Regions from separate parts of the Mus musculus genome. Here region 1 is linked to region 2. Evidence: chromatin contacts called from public Hi-C data. All regions are on one chromosome and are shown on one strand. The core of a region is the stretch at or near the end of the contact, and the rest is flanking DNA. Distances in the headings are between cores, read along the strand shown.

Evidence for each region. A called contact is a pair of places that touch in the nucleus more often than the background predicts.
Region 1: a Hi-C map of the N1E-115 cell line shows a contact between it and region 2, with 5 times the contacts expected there. The contact joins two enhancer-like sites. A contact is called at or near these places in 1 of 15 datasets of contacts at CTCF or cohesin (the NIH/3T3 cell line), 1 of 484 Hi-C or Micro-C datasets (the N1E-115 cell line), 8 of 115 datasets of contacts at active chromatin or transcription factors (the NIH/3T3 cell line, cardiomyocytes, a colorectal cancer cell line and 4 more) and 2 of 9 other capture datasets (embryonic stem cells and embryonic tail).

Annotation. Positions count from the first base shown.
Region 1 is chr16:42,781,096-42,785,853 of GRCm38.p6, forward strand. All of the region lies in intron 1 of 4932412D23Rik (RIKEN cDNA 4932412D23 gene), which reads right to left. Among named protein-coding and RNA genes, the nearest start is that of 4932412D23Rik, 92 kb to the right of the region's middle. Within about 2 kb of position 1,291, at least 134 of the 459 cell types and tissues checked have an H3K27ac peak or open chromatin away from gene starts, as enhancers often do. A contact at or near this core is called in the N1E-115 cell line, where this site is marked.
Region 2 is chr16:42,521,690-42,526,134 of GRCm38.p6, forward strand. No RefSeq gene overlaps it. Among named protein-coding and RNA genes, the nearest start is that of Gm29960, 130 kb to the right of the region's middle. Within about 2 kb of position 2,227, at least 10 of the 459 cell types and tissues checked have an H3K27ac peak or open chromatin away from gene starts, as enhancers often do. A contact at or near this core is called in the N1E-115 cell line, where this site is marked.

The DNA.
Region 1 (4,758 bases), core at 41-2,540, 260 kb after region 2:
TTTAAGTAGAAGTGGTTTCCAAACCCTGATGCTTAATTTCAAAAGAAATGAAAATATTTTTTGTCTTATTTCTCAAATGAGCTTGAAATTTTATATATTGTAGCGTTTACGTGACTAGTGCTGAAAGAGTTAAAAGTCGGAGGTTTTTTTTTTATCGCCCTCTGTGAAGTCCCTGGATAGGATCTACTTCTGACCTCAGCTGTGGCATGTGACAAGTGCTTTGTAGCTTCACATCACAGCTGCATGAGGTCACTGGCAATCCTTTCAGGAGCTGATCCCGCAGCCTCATTTCCTTGACAGAGTAAAGCATTTTACTAGATCTAAGATTAGGCGTATTTGTAACTGGTACGCAAATTATCAGTTATTATTTGGTATTCACGTTACTGCCATGGTTTCTGTGATTCATCCAATGCAGTCTGTGTAAAAAGCAATGACCTCATTCTTTGCTGGATCTAAAATCAGTCATGGTCACTAAAGCCCCTTGTTCTACACAAAAGAAAGAAATCAGATGACCTTTGCTCTGACCCTTGACTTGATATTTACAAAAGCTAATTATGGGGAGGGCCAACTCTCTTTTATCATTCAAGGACATTTGGCTAAGGTCTACTCCTTAAATAAAAAACAAAATGTCATTCAGAGGGCTATTTAAGGCTGTATACAGTATAAGGAAATCTACTCTGATGTTAATTTGGCGTTTTTGGCCATCAACATTGATTTTCTCAAAGTCAATCACGTAAAACATGGGAGGGGTTATATGTCTCTCATTAAAATCAAAGTGGCTCACTAACAAAAGGGAGTTGGTTATCTGGAGGTCTGGCAGTTGGAGGTCAGAGAGACACGTGGTCTGATAGCTTCAGCTAAACCTCTCTCAGTTTTCACTACCACGCCCCTGCCCCTGCTTCTGCTGGAAAAGAACTACCAGGCACTATGCATTGCTTTAACTCTAAGGGCTCTAAGGGTTACTTGGTTGATAAGGAGACCACCCCTAAAACAGAAGGCAGCCACTAATCCCCAGTGGGATTATTTAGTTACCTTTATTATAATAACAATGCTTACAAATACAGGTTTAAGGTAAACAAACATTCAGAAGAAAGAAAAAGAAAGAAAGCATCAGATAGTTAGAACAATGGGAGACACACAGTCCTTTTTTTCCCGGGGCTTCCCCTTGGCTGGCCTTTTCTTTGGGGAAAAGTAGAAGTCTGAATTCTTTTGTTCATTTCAGCCACCGCCCTTTTGCAATCTGAGTCTGAGCAAGGCTGCCACGCCCAGGAAAGGGACAAAGGCAGAGAAAGGGGATCTCTGGGCACTGACACAGCTCCACTTACTTAAACAGGACTCATTTGTTGGTCTCAGTAACATAGCTGTACACATCAGTTACCATCTCTATAAACAAACAATTAAAACAGGGGCATAAAATATATGCATGCTCTGAAATTCTATCTGATTAAAGTATTCTTTTCCTAGAAAGACAGGCAGCCAGAGTTCTACTCGTTTCAGAAAAAGGATGAATGCTGCCCCCTCTTGACTAAGTGCTGGATACGCTGAACAGCCATAAACTCTAATGGCTAGCCAGTGGGAATAAAGATCCTACTTTTGTACAGAGAATTTTAATGAAATCTTAGAAGCTGGAAGGTTAGAGGAAGCTCAAAGTTTATCTCAATGGGACTTTTATAGGTTTCTGGGAGATGGGTCATGCTTTATCGATGCGCCTGCATCTTCTCAGCTGTTTCTGTTTTGTAGATTCTTAATTTTGCCTGGAATAATCATTTGAGTTTAGTGCTCTGTTTCCCCGATAAGACTGATAGACTCCTTGAGAATATGAGCCACTGCCACCCCTCCTCCTCCTCCTCCTCCTCCTCCTCCTCCTCCTTTACTTGCCTTCATAACTATCAGAATACCTTCAAAGATTCATGCATAGTGGGTATTCAACAATACATAAGCAATCTCTAGCTGGCGTCACTATAGTTTATGGCTATGAACAATTGGTTCTCTCTGAACTCATAAATTCAGCTTGGGTTTCAAGTCAAGAAATTTTGTTTTGTTTTGTTTTATGTTTTGTTTTGTTTTTGTTTTTTGTTTTGGTTCTCGAGACAGGGTTTCTCTGTGTAGCCTTGGCTGTCCTGGAACTCACTTTGTAGACCAGGCTGGGATTAATGAGATGAGATTAACTCAGAAATCTGCCTGCCGCTGCCTCCCAAGTGCTGGGATTAAAGGCGTGAGCCAATGTCAAGAAATTCAAATAAGTGCTGTCATTCCTTAATCTTAGAATCATTTAAACTTGGAAGCATACTCGGTTTGCTTATAGGCACCAAGCACTAAAATACATGTTATAGACAAAAAAATACTTTTAAAAATAAAAATTAGGCCAGGCGTGGTGGCGCACGCCTTTAATCCCAGCACTCAGGAGGCAGAGGCAGGCGGATTTCTGAGTTCGAGGCCAGCCTGGTCTACAAAGTGAGCTCCAGGACAGCCAGGGCTATACAGAGAAACCCTGTCTTGAAAAACCAAAATAAATAAATAAAATAAATAAATAAATAAATAAATAAATAAAAATTAAAAAGTACAGGAAAAAAAAACCCTAGTCATGTTACACACAGGTGTAATGTTGAATGTAAGAAAACTGACTTAAGACAAAAAACAAACCACACACACACACACACACACACACACACACACACACACACACACCTGCATGCTGCATGCTCCCTTGCTCTAGAGCCTCCAAACAGTGAAGTAACACACACACAGTGCTAGGAGCCTCTTTGGAAGAGCACTGGCTAGAAGGGAGCACACAAATTGCTTCTAGAATGTTACTAACATTTTTGATATTATTACTATTGAATCAGAGGCACAGCCGCATCCACTATGAGGCATCTCATTAAGCTCTATGCTTATGATATGTGCACTTGTGTACATTATGCTTCATTAAAAACACTTACATGATATTTTTCTCAGACCCCAAGAAACAGATTTGCATATTAGCTAAGACACATTCTCTCCATTGTAGGTACCTCTGCTTTAATTAATGAAGCTAATCAAACTCTCTTAGCTATCGATCAGACAGCAAGACATCTTCAATATGTGGAAATTTTCTAGCAGGATATCTGTACATCGGTTTCCAGTTTCTATGGCAACTACCAGGCAACTACTCTCCTTGAAAAAGAACATGTTCTTCTTCCTGCCCCTCTCAGGCCGCTGATATATTAACACTCAAACAATAAAGTTATTTCATGCATGCAAGCCTGCTTTGTGGAGTAAGGTGGGTACTTTCACAGTAAAATTCCAATTTTTAGATCTTCATCTGCAAAAATGGCCACATGTCCACGAATTTGAGACAGCCCAACAGGAGGTATATGGGAGAGTTTGGATGAGAAAAGGGAAGGGGGAAATGATGCAATTATCTTATAATCTCCATAAATAAAAGACATACTGTTTTTTTGAAAGGTTTTGTGAGGAGAATTTATTACATTAAAATGTGAAGCAAACAAGGCCTGGCAAACTGATCCCAAGAAATTTCAATTACTGGGGAAATGTCTTTGCTGATCCAAGTCAGGAGACCCATGTCCTAGGCAGTCTTTAAGGTGAAACTTGAAGTATGCTACCTAATTTCTTTTTGCCTTAGTTACTCCAACTGTGAAATGATCCTATGACTTTGAAGTCACAAAGGCTCGAATTTAGAAGTGAGTAATGACTGGAAGAACAATGTGAAGCTCTGCAGGCGACTGAGCTTCAATTTGTCCCTGCCACATGATTAGGATTTTATGACTTGCGGGCCAGTTACTTCCTTGGCTTTTCAGCTTTATTACTACAATTTCCTGTGAGAGTATAATTTCCTGTTTTTCTCTTGCCTTCTTTTTACTCTGCCTTACCACATTGTGTTGGTGGACCATGACGTGGTTTTTAAGGCAAAGACTCTGCAGAGTCCTTTGTGACTGGCCAGTCAATTCTAGATGAGTCCCCTGGCACAGTGGATGAAATTTTTTGGTAATAAAGGGTGTGGGGGAAGATTGGCTTGTGTTCAAAGGCACAACAGAGAGAGGATATTTAAAAGGAGGATGTTCGTTATTAACTTTGCAGAAGCAAGTTAGAAAGACACAAACCAATTGCTATTAAAAACTATTGTAGACAAGAAAATTCTGTGGCATATTTTAAACAGATGAAGCATAAGCTAGAAAAACAGAACACTTCTTAAAACAAGAAGGGACGTTGTTAACATTACATTGGGTGTAACTCCCGAAACTATATGAATGTCAAATCTTCAACAGCTAATAGAACTGAGTATAGAAAATTAAAACATAAAAAAGATTGGAAGATATGTTATGATGCTGTGCACAACTAAGGACCCCGTGACACTGAATAGAAGTTACGAAGAATAACAGGGTGAAGAAATAGCAACCTTTCATACTTATTTTATTAAAATATTCTTGAGAAAATATCTGAATAAAATAAGATGGGATTCTGTGAGAATAGAGGATTAGATAAATATAATTAGAACAAAGTTGATGTGTTTATAAAAAGACAAAGAGAGAGGGAATATGTTTGGTGGAGGTGTAGTCAAGTATTGGTGAAGGGGATGCCTTGGCAGGCCCATGCGGAGGCATCCTTTTCCTCTGAGGGACCAGCCACATGATGGTACAGTATAGAATAGAGATTATTCACAGCATGGGGAGGGGAGTCAAGAGGGTATGTGGAGTGAGCAGTGAACTGGTCTCCAGTTGAGCATAGGCCTAGAACCCCTGATACCTGGTAGGCAGTGAC
Region 2 (4,445 bases), core at 977-3,476:
ATCTTTACAAGAAGAGCCATCTCACCAGCTCTAAAGTAATTTCTTCTTATATATCTGACAGACAAAATTACTTATGTAAAAGCTCTGTGTAGGGAGTATGTTTCAGTGATGGTTTAGTAGTAGTCCTGGACAAACAGGAGGAAGCCAATGAAGCCAAAAGAGATCAAAGATCAACAAGAGTGATGGACATAGCTCAGGTCATACACGAACGCACAATTCATTAAGAAAAAGAACTTGTATTTTACCTTTAAGAGTGAGAGAGCCTTAATCAGATGAAAAAAATGATCTGTCTCAAGTTGTAGAATGACAGCAATAGTTAAAACATGAAGATTAGCTTCCACTGGACACTGAAGGAGACACACTATAGCTAGGACTAGCATGAGTCAAGATATGTCTGTGCAGCAGGATAATAAAACTAAGCAATAGTAGTATTCACAATATAGTTTAAAGATAAAGTGACAATATTTACTGATGAAATGAATGCCAGTGGCTAGGATGATGTGTGACTGGCACTAGGACAAATAAGCACCCATCAAATTAGAAAACTGGCCAATTAAATTTGCTTACTTTTCCCAGAGGAAACTGAAACTTAGAGAAATAAAATTACTCACTATGGCTGTTAATAAGAAGCCCATTCTGTATTTGTATAGTGGACTTCTTCCACTGGGCTTTTGTTGATCTTTTAATGTATCAAATCCACCTGGCCATAGTCTCTAATTATCCAGTTTAACCCTAGTAGAACCCCGATTATTTGATTGAAGCATATGGTAAGTAGGCTACAGAAATATTATAATTCATATTTTCTGCATGATTGGGGTAGATGAAGGATTACAAGCTAGACCTTAAGTATTGAGATAAAGCGTCCCTGATGGAGATGTTCTCCTAGTAAACAAAACGGGTCCCAAGTGGCCCATGTGCTACACTTTAACATCAGCCATGGCACTATTTGATAATGATGGAACTCTACAGGTGGAGACTGCTGAGTGAGATTTGGGCCTTGAAGTGGATGTTGAGACATTAGCCCCTCTGTTTCTCTGCTTTCTGGCCACCATGAGGTGAGTATCTCTGTTTTTCCACATACTCTTTCCCTAATAGTTGCCTTACCACAGGTCCAAAGCAGTAGGGTTTACATGCATTGAAACCTCTGAAACCTAAGACAAGACATACCATTCTTTAAGCTTTATATCTCAAACAGTTTGTCAACCATGATGGAAAGCCCATATCTGAGAATTCCAAGCTTGTTCTTGATATATACCCAGCCTTAGTAATCTCAGATTTGTGTCACAGGCCCTTACAAGCCAATAGTCTAAAGCTATTGAGCTAAATGTGTTCGTATGGCGTACTACTGCTCTAATTCTCTGGCTGAACCTTGACTAATGCAGTGCTGATGTGAGTACTTCTCCTGTAAGATCCCAAAGAGAAACAAGTGATCAGTCACCTACTAAAGTTAAAACTAAGTTCTATGGTCCATTTCTACTTGTTTTAGACAAGAATAAGATAGTTCAAAATAAATTGTTTCATGCTTATGAAGATAAGATAGCTCACAAGAAATTTAATAAGAAGATGCATGGTGAGATTTTTAAAAAATGATTGACAAGTTGGCAATGTGGAAGAATCACTTCAATAATGAAAAGAATAAAAAGCAATGGCTTTGCAATGCCTTCCCTTTTGCTTCCCATGCTTCTGTATTTATGTTCCAAAGTTTCCATCTTGGTTTCTAATCTTCCTTTAGAATGATTCCTGGGGGCATATCTATGTAGTCAGTATTCACTGAAGTCACTAGGATACTAATCACTGTCAGAAAAATATACTGATACTGTATTGCACACACGTTGAACTGTTTCAAGAGTGTGGCATAACTAGATGTTCTGCAAAACCTTCTGATGGTGCTGATGGATGAGACCCAGCAGTGAGGAAAAGGAAATTGACACCAGAATATGTGTTTTCCTGGTCAGGATGAATCACTGCCATTTCCGGGATAAATAAGTTCCAAAATAATCAGCTTACCCCTCTCTGGCTGTTTAGTGTCCTTGAGAGATGAAACAGCATCTGAGACTCGGTAATTATTTGCACTGTTAGCAGATGCAAAGGTCTGTGAGTCTCTCATCAGGTAGAGTCTAGGGGACTGATATGTGGGACAATGACAAGGGCTGGGAGATGGCCTGGACCCATCTCAGTGTAGGTGGCATTAACAGCTGGTTAGTGAGAGCCAATGCCATTGAGTCATCCTTGGGAAGGATTTATACAATGGATCCATTATGCCAATGCTGTGGTGACCGATGATAGAGGCTGGGTGACATCAAATGGATGAGTCATTTTGTCTACTTAGCTACTTACTGTCTCTTCCTTGATGAACTATCTCCAATGGGCATTATCATGAACTCCTAAGGCATTTAAACTCCATTTGAACGGTAGGGAACTTCCTGTATTTCCTTTTTTTTCTTACCTCCAATGATTCCTTTTTATTTTTCAAAAAGGAGAGACACCTGTGGCCTCCTGATATTGTTCTTGGGAGTATATGGGACTAGAGAGTTATAGAAGTGCTTTCTCTGCTAACAGCTAAATACACAGACAACCTATGTATGAAAGAGTCTTTTTCCTCCTCTTTTGTCAATTGATGAGAAGGTTCTTTATGTGGCCCCAAGAGTGGGCTGAGGGAAAGAAGGTAACACAGTAACTATCATGGAAGTCTGTGGCAACTGCCACCTATATGTGTTTTCTTGTTCTGCTTGTTTGCAAGCCTACTGATAGCCCTTCCATTTCACAATGAGTGGCTATTGGTTTGGCACAACCTTATAACTAAATGTATCAGATGGCTCACATGAACAATTTTTAAATGCATGGTCAATTGATAGTGATATTTTTCTCTGTCAAGTCCCAGTAACATAGCCAGAATAATTTTCCAATAATAGGTTGGACTCCAGCTCTTTCCTGTAGAAGAGATTGTCTTACCTTGAGAATCTTAGGAGTTCGTGCTGTAATTTGCCTACTGGGGTTTTCCAAAACCTTCAGACAGCTTTTCACATCATACATACATAGAATTAGTTCTTCAAGACCATATGTTTCAGACAAACTACAGAACCTTTTCTTATTCAGAGTTTTAATTAAAGTTAGTCATCTTCTCTGTTGGTTGGGGCATGGGTTATGGCCTGTGCCAAGTATGAAATATGCTATTTTCAGAAACCACAGAGGCCTCAAAAGTAGAAAATGTGAAATGCAATATTCTCTTATTTAAAAAAATGAATATCTGAACATGTTGAAAATAACTATCTTTCTTAAAAGTACATGTTATACTCCTGAACAATCATGGCATTTATCTTTCATTCTTTGAAGTACATGTATTTTACTGTGGTCTCCAAAGTGCTTCTCATTTCTTTCTTATCCAGCTTAATTAACCAGTGTCATCACAATGATGTTCTCTAGAAGAAAAAACAATAGAGGTTGAAGGGGTCCTGCAGAGATAGAGCACTGCTTATCTTCCCCAAGGCCCAGGTTTCATTCCCAATACACAAAAAGGAAGAGAAATAATCTTAAAAAGCACTTATATTCTTTGGGACTATATTGTAACAAAGGGCAGAAAAGCAAATGCTACCACATTCATTCCAAAGGAAGACACTGATCCTGATACATCTTCCTGAAAAGGACGAGAAAGATCAATTTCCAGATTAATGAATCCAGAACTGTTCATCAGTGCTAACAGTGTTATGGTAGCACAGCCATTATAAATAGGGCTTTTACTTAATTGGAAGTAGACCATGTCCGTCCACTAAGATCTATCCATGTGCTCTAGAAACTACATTGGTAATAGAAGTGGAGGACTCAAAAGAATGAATTTATGAAATTCCTAGCCAAATGGATGGACCTGGAGGGCATCATCCTGAGTGAGGTAACACATTCACAAAGGAACTCACACAATATGTACTCACTGATAAGTGGATATTAGCCCAAAACCTAGGATACCCAAGATATAAGATACAATTTGCTAAACACATGAAACCCAAGAAGAATGAAGACTGAAGTGTGGACACTATGCCCCTCCTTAGAAGTGGGAACAAAACACCCATGGAAGGAGTTACAGAGACAAAGTTTGGAGCTGAGACGAAAGGATGGACCATCTAGAGACTGCCATATCCAGGGATCCACCCTATAATCAGCTTCCAAACGCTGACACCATTGCATACACTAGCAAGATTTTATCAAAAGGACCCAAATGTAGCTGTCTCTTGTGAGACTATGCTGGGGCCTAGCAAACACAGAAGTGGATGCTCACAGTCAGCTATTGGATGGATCACAGGGCTCCCAATGGAGGAGCTAGAGAAAGTACCCAAGGAGCTAAAGGGATCTGCAACCCTATAGGTGGAACAACATTATGAACTAACCAGTACCCCGGAGCTCTTGACTCTAGTTCCATATGTATCAAAAGATGGCCTAGTCGGCCATCACTG